Linked DNA regions of Mus musculus: region 1 is linked to region 2. Evidence: chromatin contacts called from public promoter capture Hi-C data. All regions are on one chromosome and are shown on one strand. Each heading gives the region's core, a stretch centred on a gene start, on an enhancer-like site or on the middle of the called end of the contact. The rest is flanking DNA. Distances are from core to core; before and after follow the strand shown. Region 1 holds the start of Tet2 (tet methylcytosine dioxygenase 2). Region 2 holds the start of Ap1ar (adaptor-related protein complex 1 associated regulatory protein).

The links. Promoter capture Hi-C pulls out the DNA fragments that hold promoters and counts their contacts.
Region 1: a contact with region 2 is called in a promoter capture Hi-C map of liver, with 5 times the contacts expected there. The contact joins the promoter of Tet2 here to the promoter of Ap1ar in region 2. A contact is called at or near these places in 1 of 39 promoter capture datasets (liver) and 1 of 484 Hi-C or Micro-C datasets (CD4 T cells).

What each region holds. Positions count from the first base shown.
Region 1 is chr3:133,542,826-133,545,730 of GRCm38.p6, forward strand. It overlaps Tet2 (tet methylcytosine dioxygenase 2), which reads right to left and starts at 1,565. Exons shown (of 11, transcript NM_001040400.2): 1 at 1,375-1,565.
Region 2 is chr3:127,835,586-127,838,892 of GRCm38.p6, forward strand. Ap1ar (adaptor-related protein complex 1 associated regulatory protein) reads right to left here and starts at 1,938. Exons shown (of 10, transcript NM_145964.3): 1 at 1,564-1,938. The coding sequence starts at 1,640. Gm43653 (a long non-coding RNA gene) reads left to right here and starts at 1,912. Exons shown (of 2, transcript XR_003954551.1): 1 at 1,912-2,598; 2 at 3,281-3,307.

The sequences.
Region 1 (2,905 bases), core at 315-2,814, 5.7 Mb after region 2:
GACAAACACCACAACATTTTGCTAAATTTTAAGCAAACAACTTGGGAAAAACAACAAAACAAACAAACAAACAAACCTAATTCTATTCCAAAAATTGCTCAAAGCAAACAAAATCTATCAATTAAGCCATTAACAAGCAAGTATCATGTCTTTTAACAGGACCTTCTCAAGAGTCTGGCCAGGCCTCACTTGGTTTCGCCAAACGTAGAAAACTCTCCATAGAAGAAACCCTATAAGCTTTCTAACAGTTAGCAAGCAGGTCTAGGGAAGAGAGTCAAGCTCTGAGTGAAGAGTGAGGAGGGGTGTTTGTGAACGACCAAATAAAAGAGTGAGTGCCAGAGTGAAGGAAATTTGGGATGGGACTTGTTAGAGATCTTCTCTGGGATTGGGTTTCATTTCTTCGGGCGCCCCTGACCTTGCCTTCTCCAACTCCAAACGCTTCGCCCGCCCCCTCCCCCGGCCTGCGCCTGCCTTTGTGTGTGCCTGTCACTTAAGGGGAACAGAACGAGCTGATTCGGGGGCAGCACAAAGCCAACACACAGATTTGCACAGATTCTCTTACACACATTTCCCAAACTGGAAGGCACAGCCCACTCTGAGCTTGTGAACCTTGAGAAAAGTGGGTTCTGGTCTTGTTTCAGGGAGCAGAGAAACTATTCTTTCCCCTCTCACTTAGCGCCAATAACAAAACGCGAGGACTCAAGAGAAAAAAAGAAAGAATGGAAAAAAAAAAAAAAGCCCTCCACGTAGTGGATCCTGAATCTACACACTGTGACATCTGTCTAGTGTAGTCCACGAGGGGACAAACGTGTTGGAAGCCAGAGACACAAACCCAGAACAGGACCCAAACAAGCACTACTGGAGATAAAAGAGTCAAACACACCGGGTCAGTGTTCTTTCCGGGGTGTCTGAGGATGAACTAGGGGCTCCCTGGACTTATACTAAGAACAGGGGAGAGGAGGATCAAAAGAGAAAGTGGTGGTCCCCAAAGATGAACTCTTTCAGGAAGGCAGCCCCAAGAAAACACTCACTTTCCTGAGACTAAAAGGCCAGAAGAGCGGCTGGTGGGAGGTACAAAGGTAAGTTTTCTGGGTACAGAGGGGAGACACGCATTAGCAGGAAGAAGGGACCACAGAAGTGCAGGTCGCAGGAGAAGGGGGTGCTGAATTAAAACTATATTTGTCAGCCATGTTGAAGAAGCTCCTGTAATTTGTGAGGCTTCCCTCTTCCCTCTTAGTATTTGTGGGTGACATGACAGTCCCCGCAAGGCCGAGAGAAAGAGAGGGAGATTGGAAAGGGACCATTCCGCAGCCGTCAAGAGCGAGGAAAGAAAGAGAGAGAGAGAGAGACAGGCGCGGACCTCAGCGCTCTGACCTGGTTCTGGTCCCTCAGCCTCGCAGTCCACCGCCGTCGCAGCCGGGTCTCCTTTCTAACAAATCCTACAGGGCAGCCATCTTGCTTCCTTCTGCTCCTCTACGAAAGCAGCCTCGCCTCCGCATCAATATTCATAAGGCAGTTTGACGTCTGTTCTCTAGGCTCGGCGGGGCCGGCTCTCAGGCGGCCGCCGAGGGGGCGGACGTGACTGGCATGCGAGCGGAGCGGGCGCGAGCGCGGGAGCGGGCCGTGCGCTCGCTCCCTCGCGGAGGCGCGGCGGGACCCGGGGCCGTGCGCTCGCTCCCTCGCGGGGACGCGGCGGGACCCGGGGCCGTGTGCTCGCTCCCTCGCGGAGGCGCGGCGGGACCCGGGGCCGTGCGTTCGCTCCCTCGCGGGGACGCGGCGGGACCCGGGGCCGTGCGCTCGCTCCCTCGCGGGGGCGCGGCGAGTCCCGGCTGCGCGCTCACTCCCTCGCGGGGGGCTAGGGGACCTCCTCTGCTCGGCTCCTCCCCGGCCTTTCCTGAGCCCCGGGTGCCGCCGGCCGCACACCCACGCGTGGGCGGCCTCCGCGCCTCTGTCTCCCGCGGGGGCCGCGTAGGCACTTGGAAACTCTGCGCCCTCCTGCGCGCTCCAGGGGCCCCTGGCTCCCCGCGCTCCCGCTGCCAGCACCTCACCAGTCGTCTCCCCACTCGCCCCCACACCCTGCCACCCCCTTCCCTGTCGCCCAGCCAAGCCGCTCCCCATTTCCCCAAAGGCCGTGCCGGGAGAGCTAGAGGGGCCTGGGCGCTAAAGTCTCCACTCTGCAGCAATCCGGCGGCGCCGGGGCTCTCCCCGCCCAGGCCCACCTTCTGTTTACTTTGGCCACGTGGGCCGCGCAGGGGGTGCTGTCTCGCAGAGCCCAGAGGAGCGGTGTCACCGAGCCCCTGCTTGTCACTCGAAAGAATTAAGCCAGCAGTTTCTAATGTTCAAGGCGCCCCCGTAAGTTCCTCTATTTTGCACAAATTTCCACTCCGTACGGTAAAGTAATGAAGAAACCGCCTTGTGGGAAGCTGAATTCCGAACAAGCAGAGAGCGCTCAGTTTTCCCTGAAGTTCAAGGCTTGTGCGCACCAGCTCTTCTGCTGGCACTTCCGTTTTTTAAACTTACATTTTAAATGTTCCTTTTGGTAATTATTAACTTTTGAAGATGAGATCGAGGCAAATTCATAGGAATCATGAGACAGTAGTTTAGGAAATTTGTGCTCACACATCCACCCACCCTCCTCCTGTCTTCAAGTTTTCAGTCACTGAATGTTACGTTTTAATAGGTAATCTGGGAACCTCTTCTGTGGGATCGGTTGCGTTCACAGCAACCTTAAGTCTACTTTAACACTATTATATTGTCTGTAATGCACCCTTTCTTTGTGTGTGTGTGTGGGTGGGTGTTCTTTAGAAATGAGGCCTGGAACCAACTAACTCTCTCTCTAACTCTCTCTCTCTCTCTCTCTCTCTCTCTCTCTCTCTCACACACACACACACACACACACACACAC
Region 2 (3,307 bases), core at 688-3,187:
GCTAGAACTGTTAAGACTGATACCAAACGGTAAGTTTATGGGAAGATTCAAGTAAGGGAACTGTTGAAGCCTATGCTTATAGATGCCAAGAAACAGGACTGACACAGATCACATGGTCTTCGGCATCAGCATCCACAACCCCTAGGACTCACTCAAGGAGTCAGCCAAAGACAAAGTACAGACTCTCGATCAAGCACTACAACATATCTACAAGGATCACATGCCTCACGTGATCTCACCCTGCTAGCCTCTCCTATGCTGCCAAGCCTGGGCTGAGCCAGGAGAACCCGCAATTTTAATGAATAGTGTGTAATGAAGATATCATTTGTAAAATCACTGTTAAAAAAAAAAATACCCAAGGTTCTTACAGAACCCGGGTAATGTACTCCAAAGTCAAATACAAAAACATTGTCTACCGCAGAATTCAAAGCACTCCCTCCCAGAGTTTGACTGTTAAGCCTTCCAAGGAATGATAATAAAGTCAAAGATGTTGTAATGTCCAGTTCTTCCATGAGCCCCTTTCCATAGCTTCACAAACGAGTTCACTCACGAAGTACTTGGAATAACATGATTTTGGATCACAATGCACAACAGCTGTCAAAGTAAAGTACAGAAATCAGGAAAATCAAAATACCAAACTAAGTAGAAATGTTTTAAGTCCATCCCCTCCCATTCTAGGGACGCATAGAGTAACACCTTCACTACTTTGACACACTGCTTAATTAGTGAATCATTTTATAATGCACTCATGACCCAAAGATTCGAATTACAAATCACTTGGTTCCAGTTTGTGTGGGCTGAAAGCTTCCCAATACAAAGCTATTGGCTGAAAATTGGGCACCATGCTTAAGAAAGTTCAAAACAGATATGTTCTTTAGTTAGATTGGCTGGCTTAGATTTTTTGATTCTAGGTTTTAATTCCCGAAAAATGCTTAGGAATAATAAAATCAACATCAATGCTATGTGCCCCCGGGTTTTTTGTTTTGTTTTGTTTTTTCACTATTCTAGGAAATAAAGGTACAACAGTAATCACACAATTTTGCTATTGGATAGAAAAATCTGAAGCATATCCCACTTTCCTCACAAGAGACGTGCTGCTCGGTGACATTTTGGTTAGATTATCGAGCATAAGGGTAGCAATCACAGCATGGTATTCCTCTCCAAAATTCTAAGTTATTGCTATGAAAGGATTCGCATACAGCCGCACCAGTCGCTTCAATGGCCAGTGTGCACTGCGATCCTGCAGCTCTTTACCTAAGAGTTCACCAGAGCCTGGAGCAGAAGTGACTTCTATTTAAAATGCACCTGGGGCATCAACCTTGGGGCCAGATTTTCACCTGTTCTGTCAAGGCCCAAAAGGAAGACCAAACACAGAGACAGAAGCTTTGGCGTTAAGTCAAAGCAGGGTGTGTCCAGGAGGCAGTGCCGGGTGCTTACAGGAGATCGTACCTCCCGAGGTAAGTCCTCAGGGACAGGGAGCCTGCACGGGGGCGGCGGGCACCACCACCACCGCCGATCCCCGGCCGCGCATCCCGGGCATCCCGGGCCTGCGCTGCCGCTTACCCTCCGCCCGCTCGCTGCAGCCGACCCGCTTCCCGGCGGAGCAGCCCGAAGCATTGCGTCCAGCAGCAGTTCCCCATCGCATGCCGCCCGGAGCCGCCGCTCCTCCTCCTGCCCCGAGCGCGAGCCCAGGCGGAGCAGCTGCATCCGCGCCGGCCGGAGCTCGGCAGACGGCGACGCCGGGAACAAAGGCCGCCGCTAGGCCCGCGGGCTCCGGGCTACCGCGGCGCGAGGGACGAGCGCAGGGCCGTGGGGTCCCGGGTCTCCAGCCGTCCGCATGGCCCGCTCGCCACCCGCCCGGCCGCCCGCGCCCGTCACCGCCCCGGCAGCCGCGGGAGGCCCGCGCCGCCACGCCCCCTGCCGCTCCCGGGCTCCCATTGGACACGTTTCTGGCGGCTACCGCTTCCGGCGGCTGGCGCGGGCGTCATTTCCGCTGGATTCCGGCTTGGCTGGCAGCGCCGGGCAGGAGGCGCTGTTCTCGGTTGTAGGTGCTGTGTGCTGAACCTGATCCTAGACGGGGATCTGCTCTCTCTCTCTCTCTCTCTCTCTACGCCACTTCTGGCGCCTTCGTCGCCCGCTGTCAAGCAGTGGGGATCATGCAGCGCATGCTCGAGCGCAAGCTTAGCCTTCGAACTTTGTACCTAGAGCGCACGAGCCTCCCCTTCTGCAGCAGCGGGTCGGAAGTCACCCAACGAGTGCGCTCCAGGATGGCACCAGAGCTAGAGGCAGAGAGGAGGGACTCACTGCCGTTACTTAGAACACACTAAGAGGCTTTTTGTTTTATTTTGTTTTGTTTTGTTTTAATTCTTAAAATATTCTCGTTTGCGGAGCAGCTTATTCTCGTTATACTGCCAGCGGACTGGAGAGACACTGTGCACTCCTAGGCGGATTTTCTTTTATTAAAAACGAAAAGTTCCAGCTTGGGCATGTAGCTCGGTTGGTAGAAGTGTGGTGGAAAAATCTGCAGTCAACAGCACTTGAGAGATGGAAGCAGAGTCATAAATTCAAAGTCAACCTCAGATACACATTAAGTTGGAGGTCAGTCCGGACTGTGTGAGACCCTGTATTTTTATTTTTTATTTTTTAAATTAAAAGTAATTTCAGGTGGAGAAGAGGAGAACCAGAAGAAGTCAGCAAAAGGTCTTGGGTTTTCGGGAGAACAAGCCATTTCTAATTCAAATATAATATTCTAATTCCAAGTTAAGAAGAGCAAGGCTGGGGTAAAGGTCCATGTTCTCAAATGCCACCCTAAAAACCCCCTTTCAGACACCAGGTAGCTTTAAAAGCAGAAGGCAGAAGTATGCCTGGGAGTTGGAGGCCGGCCTGATCTACAGAGCCAGATCCTGGCCAGCCATGTCTATGTAATGAAACCCTGTCTAACCCAACTGGATCCAAGGCATAGTTGTTTCACAAATGCCCAGTTCTGTGGATAACATGCTCCACTGATACCATATATTACAATTTTAACCCACTTTAGTGTGAGTGAAATGGTGACATTGAAAAAAAAAAAAGAAAAGAAAACAGTACTACTAGGAAAACATTCTTTCAACTACTCATTTTGTTGGTTCTTAGCATCAAGGCCAGCCATGATTTCAGTCTTAGCACTTAGTGAACTTGACTCTTTGGTATTCAAGTGGACAAGCCCCACTGCTCATTGGATGCCAGTGAAATGGCTTAATGGTTTCCTAAATTGTCACTGCATTTTCCTCCTCTCTTCCAGTACCTGAAATCAATAATAATAATGTAG